Regions from separate parts of the Rattus norvegicus genome. Here region 2 is linked to region 1. The links are chromatin contacts, called in public Hi-C maps. All regions are on one chromosome and are shown on one strand. The core of a region is the stretch at or near the end of the contact, and the rest is flanking DNA. Distances in the headings are between cores, read along the strand shown.

Region 1 (6,107 bases), core at 2,892-5,391:
AATCAGTGTCACTGAGAGAATTAATTCATTATGGTGGAATTAAGTTAAATCCTCTATGATACACCATTAGGCACCCATACGAACTTGCTCTTGTCAACCCCGGGGTGAGGCACATTCAAATACAGAAATAAAAAACGAGTTCCAGACCTCAGACCTCATAGACCATTAGGTGGCTTTCAAAGTCAAAGTTATTTGACTCTTAAAATTAGTTTTCAATCTCACGGCGTTTAGCAACTCAAGATACCTTGAATGTCACAGAAGACAGCTGCCTTGTGGTATAGTTTACTAAATAATCCTTTTGTATTTTTATATGTTTTAAAAATGTATTACTCAGTCCTTATAATAGTCAAAGTAAACACCAGAAGAGTTTCACATCTAATCCCCCAGCTATGCTAGAACCACGTTGCTACAGTTGGAAGTCACTTAGTATAGCCTATCAGGCTGTATAACTCTGAATATGCATATTTTCTTAGATAGTTATCAGATGGTATAGAAGCTAGCCGAAGATATAATATAGATTTTAAGCTTTTCTTAAGCTGGAATGAACAACTAAATGTTTCTGTTTAACTGATACAGTGATGGACTGGGTGTTGAGTATGTCATACGCTTTATAAATTGTAGAATAGTAATAATTGCACTCAATTTATATATAAGTGGAAAGGCTTTTTAACTGGACAAAAAGGGGGAAATGCTGTGGTTTGCCCTGAAGTTATCTGTATTTTGATGCTAATTCCACTGTCCCAAGGACAGCTGCCTAGTCTTGTACTCAGGACTCAGGTGACTTCACCAGAACCTTCTCCCCACTGAATTTGTAAAGTACAGGTGAGGGGCAGGTACAGGATAGAAGGAGGCCTGTCATTGGATGAGAAGGAAGGATGGGCGGGACAGAAGTTGAAGGAAGAGGAGGAGACTAGAACAGAAAGGAGGAGACAGGAGAGAGAAAGGAGGCAGAGAAGCCGTGACAGGACAATATGGCGGGTGACATTAAGATTCTACACTGTACCTTTATGGGTTGTTACAAATGTTCTTAAGGGACGGATGGTACCGGGCTTTGTATGTTTAAGTGGGTAATTATATCTTATCAATTGAATCTAAAAGAGAGAGAGAGAGAAAGAGAGAGAGAGAGAGAGAGAGAGAGAGAGAGAGATTTTCAGAATAATTCTAACCCCTAAATTTACTGTATAATCAAAGAATATATCTTTTACCCGGGGAACCACAGGGAGATAAACAAGTGGACTCCTGCAGGGTTTTAGAGCCTTTACTACAGGCTGGCTCTGTTTCTCTCACCAAATTTGTGCTGAATCCAGTGAATCCTGTGCCACGGCCCACATACTTAACCCAAGATAATGATTGCCTGTGAGGCAGGCTGAGTTTCTTAGGGGCAAGATTATAAAGGTTTTCAGTATGAAAAGTTGCATGTTAATGGAGCTAAAAAAAAATAATAAAGGTTACCGCTTCAAAAATTAGGTCATTTCATCCTGGCAAAAGGACATGCAGTCTTAGAAGAGACGTAAGGAGGGGGAAAAAAATCACAGTTCTTATTCAGGGCACCTTGTGTGTGACAAATGGCTGTTAAATGACAAATGGAAATTTCCTGTACTTGGTGATATGACTCGACAATTGGCCTGGTACACTTCCTATGGTAGTTGGCTATCAGGGATGGGGGAGGGGAGTTGGGGCTATCAAGCTCCGTGTTTAATGGTCGGTCCCACTCTCTGCGTGTCTGCAAAGATCGTGGGCTGCTTATTACCCAGGCTGTCACATCACGTCTGGGAAGATTTGTTGTTCTCACTTTTCAAACAAAGAAATTTTACTTTTACAGGTCAGCTCCTGTTATAGCCCGCATTAGCCTCAAATCCTTGAAATAATAAAAGGAATTCAAAAACCTAGCCAATGACTTACTTGCTTTATACAACATTGATAGGACAGTCCTGAGAGTGACAAAGAAATTTTGACCGTACCTTCCTTCTATCTTTATAATGGGATATGGCCACGATCAGGAAGAGCGTGTATTTGTGTTTTATTCATTTAAAACGCACGGCTGCTCTCCTCCTCAATAGGTTTGAGGTAGCTGGCAAAAGGAAAACAAGCAAGCAGGCAAACAAAAACCGTAAGTGTCAAGACTGCTACAGACAGGAAAACTTAAAAAAAAAAAAAGGAAAAGAGGGAGGGGGGACAACAAGGGGGGGAATGAAGGGAGGGACAGAGGGAGGGACTTACGGAGGGAGGGATATTATTCCCTCAGGGAAACCACAGCTCCCATCAATGAACATTACATGAATTCAGATGTCAAATTTTCTGTTCCAGAAAGACTCAGGGCAGAAGATGCCGTTGGCAACCCCAGAAAGCTTACCAGTGTTGGGCTTTGGGATGGCAGCCACCTCCACTGGTTGATGTGCCTGCTGTTGGATTCATTAAGTGGATGTTTTCTTGTCACTCCAGGTTTACGCAAAGACTAGACACACTGTAACGGGCAGTGATGTGTAGTATTACACCCCGTACTCCCAAAAGCCTCGTCATCGGCGGGATTCAGTTGATTTCTATTTAAAATACACAAAAACCATGTTTGTTTTCCCTCTAAGCAGCTTCCTTGCTAAGTGCTCTCTACCGGAAGGGACAGAGGAAGGTGGGTCACACTTTCTTCAGCCCCCTTCTCTCTACAGGAGAGACGAGTGTGGGGTCCCTCAGTTTGAGTGGATGTTCAGCCGGGTTTTTTTTTTGTTGTTGTTGTTGTTGTTGTTGTTGTTGTTGTTGTTGTTGTTGTTCCTAACAGGTAGTTTTACAGCAACAGTTTAATAACTTCAGTAGCAACACCCTGGGGTGCCCCCATTTCAGCAGAAGAATATGCAAACACTATGTGGGCTTTCCAGCTTGGAAAAAAGAGGGGGAGGGGGCAACTGTCTTTCCTTCTCTGCAATTCACCTCACTCCTAAGTGTCCACCTGTGTTCAGGGCACCAAGTCACACTTCCCTGGCGTGCACGAAGGACAAGGTGTCTGCTTCCCCTTCCAATTGCTTGGCCTTCAATCAGCGTCACCATAAATGTGATCTATGAATGTTAAATCCAAATATTTTATTGGTGCAGATAAATATGATTTGTAAAAAGAGTCAAATTAACAATCCATTACATACTAATGGGCTCTAATCAATAAGTTTAATTTGACTAAAAGGAGAGGGGCGGAGGAGAAAAGAGACTCGATTACACCCAAATGGTGCAATTTGAAATTAGAAAGGTGAATGACTTCTATAACTTTTGAGCTGTATTCTGGCTGGGGTTTTAGACCTAAGGTTTGAGCCATATTCAAAGTGGCCTGTATATACATCAGGTTATTTTTTCCTAGAAAACATATTGCTTTAAATATAAAAAGTGTGAAGTCATAAAAATGCAAGTTCCCTAGTCATATTTGCCTTGGCTTATTTTGGTAAGAAATAAAACAATAAAACATAAGAGGAATAAACTTTACATCCAGATTCTTTTTTGTTCAGATTCTTTTTTTTTTTTTTTTCCGGAGCTGGGGACCGAACCCAGGGCCTTGCTAGGAACGCGCTCTACCACTGAGCTAAATCCCCAAACCCCTCTTGTTCAGATTCTTAACCTTCTTCTCTTCCTTCCCCAGCGCCTGGACTGCCTTCTAGCTTCTGATTCTATGTTTTCCTGGTGCACCCAGTCATAGCCAATGCCTAACACCCACATGCGCCTCCATGGTTCTCCAATTTGCCTTTTCTACTTGACAATCTAATTTATTTGTTTCAACTGTGTTCTGATAGTCCATCACAGGACCTGATTCCGAAGTTCTACCCTTTTCTGTCTCCTCCCCTGGTAGAATGAGTCAGTCACGTTATTGTTACTCTTCTGGAACCAATTGGGAAAAAGTGTTCCGGTCTCTGAAGCAAACGGCCACAGCTTCCCCTGTAGGAAAGGTCTGCTCCTCTGCCACAGGGCTCAGCCACAGAAAGTATCCCTCTGTGTGAGCTGCCTTTACATCTCACAGCACAGCATAGCTCGAGCTGGCAAGAGCTGCAGCGCATAGCCCATGGCCTCCTTGGGCTCTCCTTTTCCTTCTCGCAGCCTACAGAAACAGACGGCTTGCTGGGGCTTCTGCCTTTCCAGACACGGTGCCTGCCGTATCCTGGTGTCAGCCTGCTCCCTAGCGTCGTGGACTGGGTCTAGCACTTGACGGAAGCTGCAGCCGCAGCAACACTGACCAACCCAGGCTGTTGCACCTCTTTCTGCGGAGCAGGAAGCAGCTCCCAGCGCGAGCTCCAGCCGGCTCTCAGACATAAGAGGAATAAAGCCCCGGAGGACTATCTCACCCTCTCTGGGTGGCAAGGAAATCTCAATTATACACCCAAGGGATGTGGTTTATGAAAAACTAGAAAGAATGTCTCAATTGTATACGTAAATTGTTTTGTTTTACAAGCTGGGGTAAATCAGCACATTTGCAGTCCTTATTTATCTGATCCACTCCATAAGTCTCCTTTTGAACGGGTGCCATTGATGTGGGGTGGGTGCCTATGCAAAACACAACCGGCGGGGCCTAAATTCAATTAGGGCATTAGGAGGGAAAATGGAAATTTGGCTTTGGGGTTAGGCATGACTGCTGAGAACTTCTCGGAGTTGGAATCGTTCTTCTTCGGCTGTAACTAAAGATTAAAATCGAAGGGTAAAAGTCTCCCGGGGATGCCGTGGAGTAGCCAGAACCCAGATTTGAGTGAGGCCTTTAAAGACGAAGATGGGAAATGAAATGCACTCCTTTGACACGAGATGCTCTCTAACACACACACACACACACACACACACACACACACACACACACTAAAAATAAAAACAAAAACCTCTGTGTAACCCCCAACATACTGAACATTTTACTGAACTGGGATTGTCTATGCTTTCCCTTCCCATGCTCCTGTTAAAAAAAAAAAAGGAAAAAAAAAGATAAAAAGATATGATTCTGTGAACTTAAACTATACATTGGGGGAAAAAAACCACTCCGAAAAAGCAATATTTAAAAACAGAGTGTTTTATCTTTATCCAACTCTTAGCTGAAGAATACAGCCCCAGGGATTTGGGTGATTAAAAAAAAGGGGGGTGTGTTTAAATTGCATATATAAACTCTTTTGTTTTACGAGCTGGAGCAAATCACGGACAGGTTGTGGTGATCAGAAAAGTTTGAGTTGGTGCGGGAGCCCAGGCAGGAGTAATCTCCTGGCTTTGAGGCTTTGAGGGTGGGCTGTTGAACTCTAATCGCTGATAAGAGCCGTCTAGTGGCCGAGCCACTCCACTCGGTATCGATAAGGCATTTACTCTTAGAAAGCCCCTCACTCTTGCCAGCACTTACGGAGAGATAATTAATAGTCCCCTGAGTTATAGATTCCGAGCCAAAGGTAACAGTACATAATGGAAGCCAAGGTCACCCAAATACAGAAGCTTCTGCAACAAAAGGGATTAGTGGTGCAATTACCATCCTGTTGGGAAGATCTTGTAAGTTTTCATCATTTTAATTCTTAAATCTTCCTCTTGCCACTGGAGTTCCAATTCTCTGATTTATGACGGGAAATAAAAGCTCTCCTGAACCATACAAAAGGCTTCTCTTTGGGTCGTTCCAGATGGCTTCTAGGAAGCCAAAAGATAGAGAAAGGAGAAAGACAAACCTGTGGCCAGCAGCCCTTCAAAGCCCCCTCCCCCACTAGCCTGCCAAGCCTTCTCTTGAATGCCCTTGGGCAGTATCATGTATATCAAAATATACTCATGTTCCACACTGCCTATAATTTTTTTGGCTGTTAAAAATACAATATCTCTAGTTTTGTATGTAACAATATTATTTATTTTTAGTTGTTGCTATTCTTTCCTGCCTTTGGGGCTGATGGCTTCCTGCCCTGACTTGGCACCCTAGGTCTTGTGGAATTTGAAGGGCCTTGAAAAGTTTCAGTGTCTTGCGTTTGTGTTGCCAATGGAGACCGGCAAAGTCCGCAGTTTGCTGAGCTGCTGCACCTCCTCCAGCTGAACACAGGAGCATAGTTCCAAGCACAATTGTTGAGGGCCTAAATTTGTTCCTGCTGGGCAAAGCTCTCCTTTCCTGTCATTAAAACACACACGTGCATACACAC
Region 2 (6,627 bases), core at 3,181-5,680, 360 kb before region 1:
CACTTATGTTAAAGGGTCTGAGGTGCAAGGTAAGCAGAGGGTAAGTGGCCACCAGCATCCCCCTCTTTGTCGTCGTTTTCACACTGATTGCTAGTGGAGGATGATGATATTATTTTAATGAGTACCCAGGTACTCATCTGTGTACTAAACTAATACTGTATCATCACTTGCTCACCAGTTAAAATATGTAATACAGTAATCTGGAAGGAGTGAAAGTTTCCCTCGTTTCTACAAACGAAAAGGAGGCATTCCATAAACACTGCAGCTATGCACTTGAAAAAACGAAAAGAGAATTATTTTACATCACCAGTGCTCTTGGGAGGACTGTTTCCTTCCTCAGACCTTAAAAGGGGTACATTTCTCCTCTACCACCTTTTCAGTATTTCCCTGTTTCTTGTATACTAAACATGTCTTCCTCAACAGATTGGTTCTGACCACTAATGATGGTCTGCCTAACAATACAGCCCTCTATTTTATGCTTTGCTTTAGAAATTGGGAGCCCTTACTCCACAAAGACAGAGCACAAAGAAAGCCGACACAAAGTATTGCCAAAAAGCCACAAGTAGTATCAGAACATGCCAGAACACTTAGCATTAGACTATCATTCCTCTCTAAAACTTCGGCTGCCAAACTGCTCGCAAAATCTGGATGCTCAAAGACAGGTTTCAAGAGCAATTAAAGTCTCCAAAAGAAAAACTGTACAAAATCATGCCCTCTTCTCGAGTCTCCGCTCATAGACAACATTTTCTCTGGATCTTAATTAAGATAACGATGCACACCTGTGTCAACATTCTCCAGCAAGCCAGCCTTATCAATCATAATCCTTTAAGTACACTTGAAAACGGCAAAGCGACAGGACAGAAGCAATCTGTTGCCTTTCCTGATGCCGGTGTTGTGTCTCTGCCACAAGAACGATGAGATCTTTAAAACCCAGCAGATCTACGTTTGTAAGTCTTTAAAGTTTTAACTGTAAACAGCCATTACACTAAATAAACAGGCGTCACCTCCTTTGCACTTGATAGAAACAATGACAGCCCGACTTGTCCAGAACTTGAAGAGCCAGCTCCATGCCAGATCTTGGCAGCACAATCGTGGGTCTTATTTTAAAGCTCTATGTTTTAAGAGCTAGGCATAACTGGATCCTTGCAGACATGACAAACCAATAAACCCTTGGCAAGTTTTTAAGTGAAGCTTAACAAGCCTACATTAAAAACAACCAGAGTAACCTATCCGTAGTACAACGTTTAGAAATATACGAATGCAGCAGTAAGGGAAATAACGTCTTAGCGACTTTGCTTGAGGGAATATAGGTCCTACCTCTGCTGGTGTATAAAGATCCTCAGCGACAAGAGACCCCCCAACTACAGCTAACAAAGTGAGCAACTTCCCAAATGGAAAAGTTCATTGAACAGAAAGGAGAAATGAGTGTGTGAGGGTGGGGGCGGGGAGTGGACTGTGGATCCTCCCCTAGTATCAAGATAAAAAGTTAAAACCTTGTGTTTACCAACAAGAATGTGTTTACCAAGAGAGAATATACAAGCTTTCTTCTAAACAGGGAGAGAGGACGCCAGATGCTATCTGAATTCTGTCTGCCTGCTAATGATCAGCTTTAGCCTTTCCTAACTTATTAAAAACGATTCTGTATCAGACATAGGCGGCCAAGGCCAGCAGAGCGGCAGAGCCATCAGTGTGCAAATAAAGCAGAAAATAGAGACATCCTTAAGAAATGAGCCTTAAATTTGATGTAAAGCGGAGGTGACAACCACCGAAACAAAAACATAAATTCTAAATGTTTCCATGTCTTGCGGGGTTCTTTCTTGTCCTTCACACCAAAAAGAAGAGAGTAGAAAAATATAGAGTGGGGAGTAAGATGGGGAGGGGGAGACAGAAACAACCAAGCCGCCCAAGTGGCAGGATTATGTAATGAGGATGTCCGCGTGACAGACTTGGGCTCTCGGTGGCACAAACCTCCTTGGCTCGCTTTCAGAAGTCTTCGTCCTGGACCAGAGCCGAGACACTGATGTCCGGGACACGCGTGGGCCAGGGAGACACGCCCACGCGCGCCTGCTCGCACGCAGACCGCCCGACCCGGCTGCGTCCACGCCATCCGCTTGGTGCGCGGCTCTGCGCGGGCCGCGGACGCTCCCTCGTGGCAGGCCGCGCCGACCGTTAGTCCGGCTGAGCGGGCGGAGCCGGGGGGCGGTACGGCCGCGGGAGGCGGGGACCCGCGCGTCGGGGCGGGGACGCTCCCTGTAGAACTCCGGCCTGCCCCGAACCCCGAATGGTTAGCCGGAGAGGCAGCCTCAGGCTGCTTCACGCTCCCCGGGGCTCCGGCTCCGCAACCCTGTCAGCCTAGCTCACAGCCCGCCGCCTCAGCGGCGGACCGCTTCTGGTCTCCATGACAATACGCAGACGAAGACCCTCCCAGCCACGCCCCCTCGACGCTAGCACTCTGAGGGAAGCGGACTACGTCATCCAGAGGTGGGGCTAATGGATACCGACGCCCAATCAGAGGTGAAGCTGTGTCCGGGGAGGGCGGGATGGGCCTAGAGGTTCTTGGAGAATGTAGTCCGCGGGGGTCCAACCTCTTGGGGGCGGAACCTGTAGCCTGAGTGCTAAGTAAGGGGGCAGCCTGCGCGCGTGCGTAAAAGCGCGCCGCGGTGAGGGTCCCTGTGCAGTCAGTGGGGGGGCGGGGGGGGGAGGGGCACGGCCCTAGCTAATCAAACTGTTTGCGGGCCAGAGAGAATCATTGCAGGAAAATTTGTATATAGTTACGCTCCGGCCTGAGCGTGGCGAGGTTGTGAAAGGCCACAAAATGTTTGGTGTGTGCACTCTGCGGCCGTCCGTCCTGGTTCACCAGCGCCCCTGTCTGTCCCATAGCTTCAGTGCGTCTGTAATTTGCGGCGGCGGGAGGTGGAGACCAGGGGCGAGGGTCTGTTTTGCCTTCTCACTGTGTGGCCGTGGGAGGTTGCGCGCGGGGGGGGGGGGCGCGTTCCGAGAACTCTGCCTGTGACTCTGTGATGTGTATTCGCCTGGCCAGCGCCTCGCTAAACAAACAGCGGTTGGGTTGGACACTGTTCTGCCCAGTGTTTGCAGTGGAACTGGGGCGAAGGCGAGAGAGGGGGAAGGCGATTTAGTGGAACAAAAGGGACGAGATCCCACACCCTCCGGCCCCAAAGATCTGACAGGGCGAGGTGCCCGTGGCCAGCCATGAGAAGCAGGCAACGCTACGTGGGATGGCAATGGGGCCGGGGGCTTCTGGGGGACCTATTCGAGTAGAACAGCGTCTCCGTCGGGCATTCTTGCCCACTGCTTTCCTCTCTCCAGAGAAAAGCCACAACCCCCGCCAGAGACCCCAGAGTCTCCTCTCTCGCCTCCTCTAGGCTGGTGGATGGAAGGCCCGGCTTGGGTCCTTCAGCTTAGGCCTGGCTCTTGCCCACCTGCTGCAGCGGCTGGCGCAGAAAGGCGGTCACCCCGGCTTCGCTGTGCCCCGGGAGGCGGCATCCATCGACTCTCCCTGGGACCTGAATTCCAGGTCTCCAGCTCAACCTAGAGACCTCCGGCAGGAGGGAGAAGAACCACCTCCCAGCCCAGTTTTCTGGAGAACAAGACGTCCACCAACTTCGCTATTCTCACTGGCGAGGAGGGCACAGAGCGTTCTCCCGAGCGCAGCCCTCCGCATCTTTCCCTTTGTGTTGCCGAGCGGCCCAAGCCACGACCAGGGCCAGTGGTGCGTCGAGATTGCCGCTCCGCCCAGAGTTAGAAAGAGGAGAAGAAAGTTGGAAGCGATCGGCGTGCTTGGGCTGTGATTGTCATCCTGGGGCCGGCGCTCGAGAGTCTGAGAGAGAAGGAGAGGAAGAGTCGGGGAGGGAGGAGGGGGAGGCCGGGCAGAGGAGGAGAGGGGGGTGGCGGTGGAGAGGCGGGCGCTAGGGAGGGGCGAGGGGAGCGCCAGTGAGCGGGAGAGGAGCCGGGGAGGAACAGGGAGAGGGCGAGACGCGCCTGGCGGCCGGGTTGGCTGCCGCCGGCCAGAGGCTCCTGCCAGTCCCCCCACCGACTACACCCCGGGAAGGAGGAGCTTCGCGCGCGCACAAGGCGTCAGAATCCTCAATTTCCAACTTAGCATCTTGGCAGGACCTTTGCAAAGCCAAAAGCAGAGCCCCCCGGTGCAAAGAGCGAGGGAGGGGGGGTGGGGGGAGAGAAAGCCTAGCCCGGGCAAGCGGGGCGCGCAGAGGAGCGGGCGCGGCGGTCGCAGCCGGAGGCGCGCGGGAAGCCAACCAGGAGGCGCCGCGGGCCGGAGCCCGGGAGCCGAGACTCGAAGAGCTGCGGCCCGGGGCAGCCAGAGGCCAGGTGCCCACTCGCTCGCCCTCTCAGGGCGCCGCCCGGCTCGTTGGCCGCCGCGGCGCGGCGCGCCCCATGCCCGTGTGTGGCCATGTCCTACCCGCAGGGCTACTTGTACCAGCCGTCCGCCTCGCTGGCGCTCTACTCGTGCCCCGCATACAGCACCAGCGTCATTTCGGGGCCCCGCACGGATGAGCTCGGCCGCTCTTCTTCGGGCTCCGCATTCTCGCCCTACGCTGGCTCCACTGCCTTCACGGCTCCCTCGCCGGGCTACAACTCGCACCTCCAGTACGGTGCCGATCCCGCGGCTGCGGCCGCCGCCGCCTTCTCGTACGTGGTGAGTGTGAGCTGGGTCCGAGGCGGGCTGGCAAGCGGGCAGTCGGGGCCAGGCCTGCAGAGCCCGGCTGCGGTGGACACGGGCCTAGGCGCCACCTCACCCGCCAAGCTTTGCGGCCCTTGCAAACTTGAGCGATTGTCTTGTTCGGCTTTACTCGAGCCGCGGGCTCCGGAATCACTCTAGCGAAAGCCGCGTCTTGCTGGGATCGCCGAGCTGAAGGGAAAGGTTTGGGGCGCGGGGGAGGGGGGATTGGTCTTTGCTATGAAGAACAACATTTGCCCCAGAGCTCTGGGACAGACCGCAAATTTCTTCTTCTTCCTCTTTCTTTCTTTTGGTTTTGCCATGTTGGAAAAGTAGTTCAAAAGAAGCAGACCCGAATTCTGAACAGTAGCAGCATGCTAAATCTATGTAAATGTGTTTGGCCCCGCCTTTAATTAATCCCCCAAAATGTTGCAAATCCGTAATCCTATCTTCGCAATCCGATTTGAAAGTATTAAATTTCTGAAACGTCCAGCGAGGTGCGGTGTATCCGGGTTTTTACGGCAGGGTGTGCTTTCTGGAAAAGCGCAACGGCTTCGGTTAGGGATAGCATTTTTGAACCGTCGGTGTGCAGGCTACTGAGGCTCAGCTTGTCTGTAGGGTTTCTTTGAAGATTAAAGAAAGAGCCTTTACTTCCCTTGCTGTACCCCTTGAGCCCAACATGCGGCCACTCTGGAGCAGAGCTCTGAGTCGCTGCTGAGGCTGCTCAGGCCTCTAAGAGAACCGTGGGCCCTTCCGTAGAGGCCAGATCTGAGACCTGGGCACCGAGGTTCCCCAGCAGACAGTGGCCTCCAAGGTGGTGTGTTAAGTTCTGAACAGCCTCTGGGGTCCCCAAGGGCCAGATTTAGAAATTGGGGGTCTTGCTGCCTTCGGAGGAGGGGGAAGGTGGTCTTGTGTTTTAACTAGCTAGCTCTGTCTGCCTCAGGGGAAGCTGGAGTGCGGGCCGCGCTGGCACGCAGAACCAGGGACAGAGGGCAAGTGGGTTTCAGCCTTTTAGGTGGCCATGTAGCCCATACCCTCACTCACCTAATCTCTGCCTGTCCCCCACAGGGCTCTCCCTATGACCACACTCCCGGTATGGCGGGTTCCTTGGGATATCACCCTTACGCCGCACCTCTGGGCTCCTATCCTTATGGGGATCCCGCGTACCGGAAGAACGCCACTCGGGACGCCACTGCCACTCTCAAGGCCTGGCTCAATGAGCACCGAAAGAACCCGTATCCCACTAAGGGCGAGAAGATCATGCTGGCCATCATCACCAAAATGACCCTCACCCAGGTGTCCACCTGGTTCGCCAACGCGCGCCGGCGCCTCAAGAAAGAGAACAAGATGACGTGGACGCCACGGAACCGCAGCGAGGACGAGGAGGAGGAGGAGAACATTGATCTGGAAAAGAACGACGAGGACGAGCCACAGAAGCCCGAGGACAAGGGCGACCTCGAGGGCCCCGAAGCAGGTTGGTGGATGCGGGAAAGGGTGTGTTGAGAGGGACTCGAAAGGCAAAGGGGGCCTGGAGGGGGCGCGCACGGGTCCCTGCCTCTGCTGGCAGGAACCCGGGCCGGGCCGCGTGGCCTCCACTCCTCTGACAGCCTGGGTTTTGCCCACAGGAGGAACAGAGCAGAAGGCGGCTGCGGGCTGCGAACGGCTGCAGGGGCCGCTCAGCCCCGCCGGCAAGGAAACTGAAGGCAGCCTCAGCGACTCGGATTTTAAAGAGTCGCCCTCCGAAGGCCGCCACGATGACCTGCCCAGGCCCCCGCGTGCAGGCGAGCCCTCCCCGGCTGGGCCCGCAACTGCGCGTCTGGCGGAGGATGCGGGTCCTCACTACCCTGCGGGTGCGCCGGCGCCCGGCCCGCACCCATCAGCCGGAGAGTTGCCCCCCGGCTCGGGCGGATCCTCGGTCATCCACTCACCAC

Evidence for each region. Hi-C and Micro-C count contacts between places; a contact is called where the count stands out from the background.
Region 2: a Hi-C map of Schwann cells shows a contact between it and region 1, with 7 times the contacts expected there. The contact joins the promoter of Irx5 here to the enhancer-like site in region 1. A contact is called at or near these places in 3 of 12 Hi-C or Micro-C datasets (Schwann cells, frontal cortex and mammary epithelial cells) and 1 of 1 datasets of contacts at active chromatin or transcription factors (oligodendrocytes).

The regions. Positions count from the first base shown.
Region 1 is chr19:30,453,690-30,459,796 of GRCr8, reverse strand. No RefSeq gene overlaps it. Among named protein-coding and RNA genes, the nearest start is that of Irx6, 53 kb to the left of the region's middle. Within about 2 kb of position 4,141, at least 40 of the 93 cell types and tissues checked have an H3K27ac peak or open chromatin away from gene starts, as enhancers often do.
Region 2 is chr19:30,812,633-30,819,259 of GRCr8, reverse strand. It overlaps Irx5 (iroquois homeobox 5), which reads left to right and starts at 4,430. Exons shown (of 3, transcript NM_001030044.1): 1 at 4,430-4,675; 2 at 5,765-6,170; 3 at 6,322-6,627. The coding sequence starts at 4,430. Crnde (colorectal neoplasia differentially expressed) reads right to left here and starts at 2,400. Exons shown (of 3, transcript NR_132649.1): 1 at 1,969-2,400.